Regions from separate parts of the Mus musculus genome. Here all the other regions are linked to region 2. Evidence: chromatin contacts called from public Hi-C data. All regions are on one chromosome and are shown on one strand. Each heading gives the region's core, a stretch centred on a gene start, on an enhancer-like site or on the middle of the called end of the contact. The rest is flanking DNA. Distances are from core to core; before and after follow the strand shown.

Region 1 (2,700 bases), core at 126-2,625, 270 kb before region 2:
AAAAAAACCCAAGTAGTATACAAAGTGCCACCCAATGTTTACGGCTATTTTTTTGCAGTGGTGTTGGACTTCAAGGACTTGTCCTTTGCTTCTAGAGAATTGGGAGCCAAGTAGTACATACTCCCTGACCAGCTAGATAGCTTTCGTGGGACCGAAAGGGTTAATACAGTGCAGAGGCATCTAGGAGAATCTGAATATCTGTCTAGATGTTGTGTAATTTCAACCAATCAATCAAAGGACACTTTCAGGAACAGCCTTGGGAAAAAATGTCAACTAAGCAAAAATGCCTGTCCTCCGTTCCTCCTCCTCCTCCTCCTCCCTCTCTGGTCTCCACCCAGTGGATGGAAAAACCTATCTTCCCTCCCTTCTATTTTAGATGTAAATATGTTGGTGAGCAAAATACTGGGTTACTCAGAGCAACAAATAGCCTTTTCAGGGCTAATGCATGGGTATTCTAATAGCCTTCATCTCTGGAGCCCTCAGTACATGGTAGATAATATACCATGAGCTTTAGCTCACTTAATGGTTGCAGTATATTTGAGAGGGAGCCATTATCAGCTCTGTTTGTCAGAAGAAAGAAACTGGGGTTTCATGTGACTTGCTGTCTTGGGCTTGACCCCGGAATTAGTAACTGGCTGAGAAATGTAAGCTTTCCTTGGTATAACCTAGACTCCTATCCTGTTCCCCTGCTTCTTTCATGGCTTCTTAGAGCCAAAGGTCCCCTCCTGTCCCTCATAGGAGCCACCGGCCATGAGAGCCTGTTTATACTTAAATTCAAAGTAATTAAAAGCCTGTGAAGTTTAAAATGTGGTTCGTCAACCACACTAACCTCATTTAAAGTATTCTGTGGACACAGGGACTAGAGACTCCAGTATTGCACTGGTCAGAAAGAGAATTTACATCACCATGGAAAGTTCTATATTAATTTGCTGTCTAAGTCTGATGTGCAGGCCAATAAAGCTAGTGTTTGGAAAGCGGAGGTGGAAGGATTACAAATTTGAGGCTAGCCTTGGCTACCTAGTAAAACCTTGAGAAGTTGTTTCAAAAGAACCAACAGGGAAGGAAAGGGGGAAAGCTGACACGTTTGCCCTGAGTTTGTCTATCCTCTGCCTCGACATGAACACACACATGAACACACACATGAACACACACATGAACACACACATGAACACACACATGAACACACACATGAACACACACGAAACAAAGTGGCACCATGAGACAAAGTGAATTTTAAGAAGAGAGAACAGCCTGGCATGCATGGTGCCTCTAACAATCTGCTCAGAACTCCAGTTGACTCTCATGCTACCTCTGTGACTTGACCCTAGAGGGTAACTGCAGAGCGTTTCAGCGGGTTCTACACTCAAGCAAATATTTGCTCAAATCCCATTCTTTACCCAGGCTGCTGTTAACAAACGTCAACAAGGCTCGGAGGAGGCTTTGTTCTCTCCTTGGCCTTAAACTAGGGCTGCTTTTTCTGGTTTCCTCTTGACAGCAAGACCAGGATGAGGTGGGTTACTTAGCACCCTGAGATGAAAGGACAGCCCAGCCCCTGTCACATAGCTTTGGTGGTGGGGGCTATGCTGACTGTCTTTAAGACGTACAGAACAATAAGGAGACTCAGCAGCCAGCATGGAATGCCCAGATGTTGGTCAATTTCCTCCAGACTTTTCAAAGAGAAGTGGATGGAGGAGGCTGGGGTGGAGGCTAGCCTCACACTGGCTCTCCTGGCTCTACAAACTGGAGGTGGCCTAGGAGCTCCAAGTGACTTTCCAGAGAGTTGACATGGAGGCTACAGAGTCAGTGGTGGGCTTCTGGGTCTATATCAAGACTCACATCTTGAGTCTGACTGAGTTCAGGGTGGTAGGCTTCTAAGCTCACCTCCTCCCCCTAGCTCAGAAGCCAGGACAGAGCTTGGTGGACCTTGTGTAACAAGCAGACAGTCCAAGAGTGTGGTGACAGACAGGTAGCCTTGCATGCCCTTTGCTGGGTATTAGTTCTTCAAATTATACGTGTTTCTAGTGCTAAATCCTGCCAGTGGTGTGACCACTCACTCTGTACATTTGGTAAAAGTCATTAAATCGTACATTTATGCATGTGGATTTTTCCGATATATAAATTGTGCCTCCGGAAAGCTGCACTGAAAAATTTAAATCACATCTCTTAATGGATCGTCTAAGTATCTCTCTGGAGTCTAGAGGGGTGTACCAGGCTGCACCTTAAGCAACATAATGGACAGTTTTCAGGGCTTCTGGTAGGCTTGTTTCCCCTGCCCTGCTTCTCTGATCTTCTTCCTAAGAGCTAACCGAAACCTTCCTCTTTACCCAACGTGGCTTCCCAAATAAATATGCAGTGTTTTGCTTTTTTACTTACCCATTGGGGAAGGAGTCCATTGCCCTGAATCAACTCTTCCTTATATTTGTATTTCAAATCGGTCTCTTTGCAGGATGATTTATTTAATCCCCATGCAAGGGATTTAAACTCTTAAAAGAATACATAGAGGAGGGGAGATGAAGGAGCTTCGCCTTCCCTCTGAGAACCAAGAACCTAGAAACTACAACAGGAAGGCAGCCATCTATTGTCTGTCAGTAAAATCAGACCAGCTGCCTGGTGATGATGAAAGACTAGATTGGCCCTGTGTTCTTAGGTGCAGCCATGTAAATGGCTTTGGGAGCAGAGGGTGTACTGCAAGACTGGTCC
Region 2 (2,700 bases), core at 121-2,620:
TTACCACACAAATACCTATTGTGGTGTGTATACATGCACACGTGCACGCGCGCGCACACACACACTAAATTAATCTAAAAAAGAAATCATAAAAATTAAGAACAAAATGAAGTTAAGAAATGATATAATCTAAGCATCTCTACTAAGCCCAAAGCCCAAAACCTCTGGAGCACAGCCTGCCACATCTAGAATGTTCTACACCTGACCTCATTGAGATAGAAAGGCAGGCACATTTTAAAAATTGCTGTATAGAATTACCTATTTATAAGTATATGCAAATATGCCCAAAATATCAGAAATCCTGCACACTCCTGATTGCCTGCATTTCAGATAAAGCCTCCGCAGCCTGAGATGAAGGCTCCTCTGACCCCCGTCAAAGTTCACAGTGAGTTCTACTGAGGCCAGGAGGCCTGAATGTTTTCACGTGTTTAAAGCGGAGTGGAAGGAACTAGGGGCAGGGGCAAGGACAGGAGGCTCCTTGGAGTGGTGCTGGCCAGCTGAATCACTGAGCTCCCGGCTCAGTGAAAGACTCCATCTCAAACGTATGGTGGTAAGTGACGGAGAAAGGCACCCAGTGTCAGCTTCTGGCCTCCATGTGCATGCTCACTCGTGGGCACGCACACTCAGATACTATTACACAAAAAGCAAGTGGAATGCACACGAAAGTTTTAATTTACCCAACCTCTATCAGGACTGTATTCAGAAGACACCCACATCCTCCCTTGTACACAAAGGAGACACTGGTCTGTTGTGCTAACTCCTCCCAGCATCTGCCTCCGGTAAAGTCATCCTCTCTGGTCTCTGTTCCCCATCCCCATTATATAAGACTCGGTGACTACACACCTCTCTCCACAGCCACCTGCCCTGGCAACCTGCAATACCTACCTCCCTCCTCCTCCTCCTCCTCTTCTTCCTCCTCCTCCTCCTCCCCTGATCCCTGAGGTCAACCCACCTGCCTCTGGAGTATGAGCCCACGGGTCCTGAGGACAGCTATGGTAGGCAGAAGCTGATGCTTTGGCTATGCCCAGTGAGGGTAGGCTTGAACACAGATAAGTCTCTATTTAAATAATGGGTGGCCTCCCCAGTGTGGACTCCCCTTTCGAAAACACCCCACGTGATGTTTTCAAGTACGTTTTGGACCTAATGCAATTTCTAAAGCCTTTCTCTTTCTGAAAAGTTTTGTTCCTTGGAAAAACCTCTGCGATCAAAACACAGACAGTACCACAGCAAGGATGAGAATTTGAAGGTTGTAGCTCCACCCACTGTTCTCACGTGATTTCCATTCTTGCCTTCTCACTCTTGCCTCACTCAGGACCATGGGCCCTTTGCTCGGTTTGTGCAATAACTGCTAGCAATGAACAGTTAGCAATGAATCTGCTAAGTGATTATGCCAAGGTTTGACCAAGGAAAAAGGGGCGGGATCCCCAAGTCCACACAGCGTTGCTGGCTTTACAACCAGGTGCACTCTCTCCTGGTTCAGGCCTCCAAGCTTGTGTGGCACCTCCTGAGTCTGAACCTGAGCATGTTTCGGGAGTGCAGAGACTAAAGGAAGAAGCTCACGAAGCAAATCTAAGCACAAAGGGACCATAGAGAAACGCCTAGGAAGCACAGAAATGGAGCCTAGAGTTAGTACAGTGTACATAGGAAGTTTAGCAGTCGTGGTCATGGAATGTACTAGAACTAATGGAACAACCACATGGCCTTCAAGGCCACACCACCCAAGTAAATTTTAAATGGAAATGGCTAATTTCACTTCTTGCTAGACTCTTCTTCTATCATAAATATTTCCTACCACCAGTTACCTGGTTCAAAAATGCATGTGGAAGAACATGCCTGCGTGGATGCTGTGATTTCTAGTCTTTGTCTCCTTCTCGGTCCTTAATTAAGTGCTGCTGCCACCCTGAGAAGCTAGTCATTACCACTGGGTGAGGAAACGGAGTCCCAGAGGAGCTATGTGACTTGCCCAAGCATACGAGCCAGACAGGCCAGGCAGGGTGAGGTTTTCCAGTTTCTGACACCCACACCCCATGCGCAATCCAGCCCTGTCACCGTGACTTTGGCGCAGGAAGTAAAGAAACAAACAAGCAGCAATTACATCGCTTTTTGTTTCCGGGGAGCAATGGATTCTTCCAAATCAATACCTAGACATGGGAAGAGAAACGTATTGTCACAGGTTATTGGAAGGGAGAAGGGAAGCTCAGGCTTAGCCGTTGCTCTTCCTGAAATAGCAAGCCACTCTTTAATCTCCCCTTGAGAACATGTCTGCTCAGATCTAATTCAACATGATTGTCATGGCTCTCTCTGGGCCCTGGGAATTCAAAGGTGACACCACGACCCCCATGTGTTAAAGATAAAAAACCCAAACAGGTGATAACGTATGACATGAATTATAATAGAAATGCCCATACACTGAGAAATATGGACGCTCAGAAGAGGAAAAATTGCCCTTCCAGAGGATTCAGCGAAAACTCCATGGACAAACTGACTGACCTCTTTGGTGGTGGTTGTTTTTGGCTTTCTGAGACCACTATGCAACCCAAGCTGGCCTAGGACTTGCATCAATCCTCCCGCTTCTGCATCTTGTGTACTGGGGATTATAGGTGTGTGCCACCAAAGCCACCATGCATAGCTATGATGACACTGAAACTGAGGATAAGCAGCAGTTTCCTCATTGGGAACAATGGAAAAGATCATCTGGTG
Region 3 (2,700 bases), core at 45-2,544, 330 kb before region 2:
GTGATGGATTCTCTGCTTTGAGGAGGGAGGGCTGTCTCCTTGTCCTCAAGAACTCTGGGGAGGCAAGCTGGAAAATCCTGTAGTAGTTTCCAGGTTACCCATACCCTGAAGGGCACAGTTGTGGAGAAAGGGATCCGGAGGTGGCAGGAGCCATTGAATTATAATGCCCGCCATTTTTGAGCTTCTTAGTCCTTGTGGTAACAACATGCTGTAATGGAACATCTGTTGAGCTGAGATTAGGATTAGGTTCCTCTCTGGTCCAATCAACATTAGAAACTACCCAACACTGTTTAGCAGGCATTGGGTCTCAAAGAATGAAGAGCTAGATAGATCATGAGTGTATCTTGGACAGTGGTCGTTGGGTAGACCATCCTCAGAGTAAGAGGGAATAGTATCATAGGCACAGAGGTAAGAATGACCAGTGCAGTAGAGCTATGAGCCACTATCAGTGATGGTTTGGAATGAGTCAGGACATCATGTCGCATTGGGCTTAGTCTTGAGTTCTGTCCTAAGCATCCGATTTCCCCAGGTGACCACAGCTTGCTTCCCAGATGATCCTATTTGTGAGATCTCTCTCTCTCTCTCTCTCTCTCTCTCTCTCTCTCTCTCTCTCTCTCTCTCTCTCTCTCTGTGTGTGTCTGTATGTGTCTGTGTCTGTGTGTGTGTATGTGTGTGTGTGTATGTCTGTGTGTGTGTCTCTGTGTGTGTGTGTGTGTGTGTGTGTGTGTGTGTGTGTAGATATGAATGTGCCCCCAGCTTTCTTCCTCTACTCTACTCCATCTTAATTGTTGAGACTCATCCCTGAGTTTTCAGATTCAGCCAGACTGGTTTCCCCCCTCCCCGCCCTGAAACGCCCCAGAAACCTCCTGTCTCAGTTCTTTCAGCACTGGGGCTCCAAGAATGTACCTTCACACCCCTTTTTTTCCCATATGTGGGCTAGAGAATTAACTTGATTCTCATGTCTGCACAGCGTGCACTATCCCCTGAGCCATCCCCATCCCCCAGCCGATTCTTACCCATCTTCACGTGACTATAGTCAGGGAACATGGTGGCTTAACCTTCACTGGAGGAACATTTGGAGCTTCTAAGTGTCACAAGTTGCTCTATCCCACACTCTGAGGATTGTACTAAATCAGTCTCTTGTGATTTCAGGCTGTGCTGCATCCCCCTAAGCTAAGATAGAGCAGATATTTCCGGGGGAAAAAAAAAAACCCGGGAATCATTCCCTGCTTATGCAACATGGCTGGCTGGACCAGACCTCCCCACCGCCAGCTTTGAGAATTCCCCTCCCCCGCAGTGAAAGGCAGACACAGGTCAATAACAACAACCACAGCCTGCAAGGCGCTCTGAGATCTAAGCACTCTGAGAGCCTTTCAAAGTAAGGGTTTATGGTGTGTCCAGGCAAAGTTGCACTTGAATGAGAACCTTCATCTGGCTTCTGCTACCAGGTGAGGCCACGTCTGAGGCTCCTGTGGCTAAAGACAGACCCCAGCTTCTTAGCTAGTCTCATCCTTTCCCGAGCCAGCTTGCTAATGGCCACCAGCGACTTAGGCCAGTGATGAGGACATGGCCTCTCATTGCTACAGACCCTGAAAGGCGATTGCCCCCAAATTAGACTATATTCAATGTCCAATAGTAGTAATTAATAACCCAGACATGTACTGGCTTAGGGATGAGGGGACACACTTCCTCTGCTCCCAATCCAGGGTCCTATGTGACAGTTCCACCTATTTTTACATTGCATGGGTCACCAGGCTACCCTAACTTCTTAGGGCCTAGGTCTCTGTACCTCAAGCGATCTATTACTTGTGTTTGTTTGTTTGTTTGTTTGTTTGTTTTCCTAACTTCAATACCATGAATCCTGGACAGGTTTTGGCTCAAAGCCTCATTTTATGATGCTTGCCTCTAGAGAACTTTTTGGTTTAAATAAAATATGTCAGGGTGAGGCCTCTGACACACCTTAATGTAGGATTCATTTTATCAAATGCTGATACCTATTTCCAAGCAGGAGTTTTAGATTTTGAAAACAGTCACTAAATCTTTAAGAGGATTCATTTTTCTCATTTTGGATCAGATATTGCCAATGATTCTCAGTGCTAAACAGTTTAATTTAATTCTTTCACTTAAGCAGGCACAAGATTTTCTACCTAATTTTGAAAAATGAGAAAACGAAGGATATTTTTCTCCTTCGCTTAAAGTTACTACTGATCATACTGTTTAAAATCTAAATCTCTTCCTTAAGAACTGTCAAAGCCAAGAGGGAAATTAAAACTTTTTTTCCTCCTCTTGATCTCACTTATAATGGCAAGGGATTCCTCCCCCACCCCCAAAAGATTAGCTTTTTACTTTTTAAAAATTTCTTTGTGTTTGTGTAAGAGCCTACATGACTTCATTTGCACCATCTGTGTGCAGGTACCCGAAGAGACCAGAAGAGGGCGTCAGATCCCCTGGATCTGGAATTAGAGGCAGTAGTGAGCTACCCCAAGTAGCTGTTAGGACTGAGCCTGGCTGGCTCTGCACTAGCACAAGGGTCCTTAACTGTGAAGTCATCTTTCAGGCCTGTGGGAAAGTGCTTCTGTATTCAGAGGACAAAGGCACAAAATTGAAGAAAGTGTGCATACTTTTCACTTTTGATGTTTGGAAACTTAGTCTGAGGATTCACCCAGACTCACACTTCCTTCATTAATCTCACTCAAACCC

Evidence for each region. Hi-C and Micro-C count contacts between places; a contact is called where the count stands out from the background.
Region 1: a Hi-C map of liver shows a contact between it and region 2, with 2.5 times the contacts expected there. The contact joins two enhancer-like sites. A contact is called at or near these places in 4 of 484 Hi-C or Micro-C datasets (the AML12 cell line, epidermal suprabasal cells and liver) and 2 of 115 datasets of contacts at active chromatin or transcription factors (T-cell acute lymphoblastic leukemia and double positive thymocytes).
Region 3: a Hi-C map of liver shows a contact between it and region 2, with 1.6 times the contacts expected there. The contact joins two enhancer-like sites. A contact is called at or near these places in 2 of 484 Hi-C or Micro-C datasets (liver and nephron progenitors).

What each region holds. Positions count from the first base shown.
Region 1 is chr9:68,957,751-68,960,450 of GRCm38.p6, forward strand. All of the region lies in intron 1 of Rora (RAR-related orphan receptor alpha), which reads left to right. Among named protein-coding and RNA genes, the nearest start is that of Gm31262, 140 kb to the left of the region's middle. Within about 2 kb of position 1,376, at least 9 of the 459 cell types and tissues checked have an H3K27ac peak or open chromatin away from gene starts, as enhancers often do. A contact at or near this core is called in liver, where this site is marked.
Region 2 is chr9:69,228,766-69,231,465 of GRCm38.p6, forward strand. The region is part of intron 2 of Rora (RAR-related orphan receptor alpha); the gene reads left to right. Among named protein-coding and RNA genes, the nearest start is that of Gm46153, 75 kb to the right of the region's middle. Within about 2 kb of position 1,371, at least 7 of the 459 cell types and tissues checked have an H3K27ac peak or open chromatin away from gene starts, as enhancers often do. A contact at or near this core is called in liver, where this site is marked.
Region 3 is chr9:68,897,262-68,899,961 of GRCm38.p6, forward strand. The region is part of intron 1 of Rora (RAR-related orphan receptor alpha); the gene reads left to right. Gm31262 (a long non-coding RNA gene) reads left to right here. Exons shown (of 2, transcript XR_379583.4): 1 at 1-2,700. Among named protein-coding and RNA genes, the nearest start is that of Gm31262, 75 kb to the left of the region's middle. Within about 2 kb of position 1,295, at least 6 of the 459 cell types and tissues checked have an H3K27ac peak or open chromatin away from gene starts, as enhancers often do. A contact at or near this core is called in liver, where this site is marked.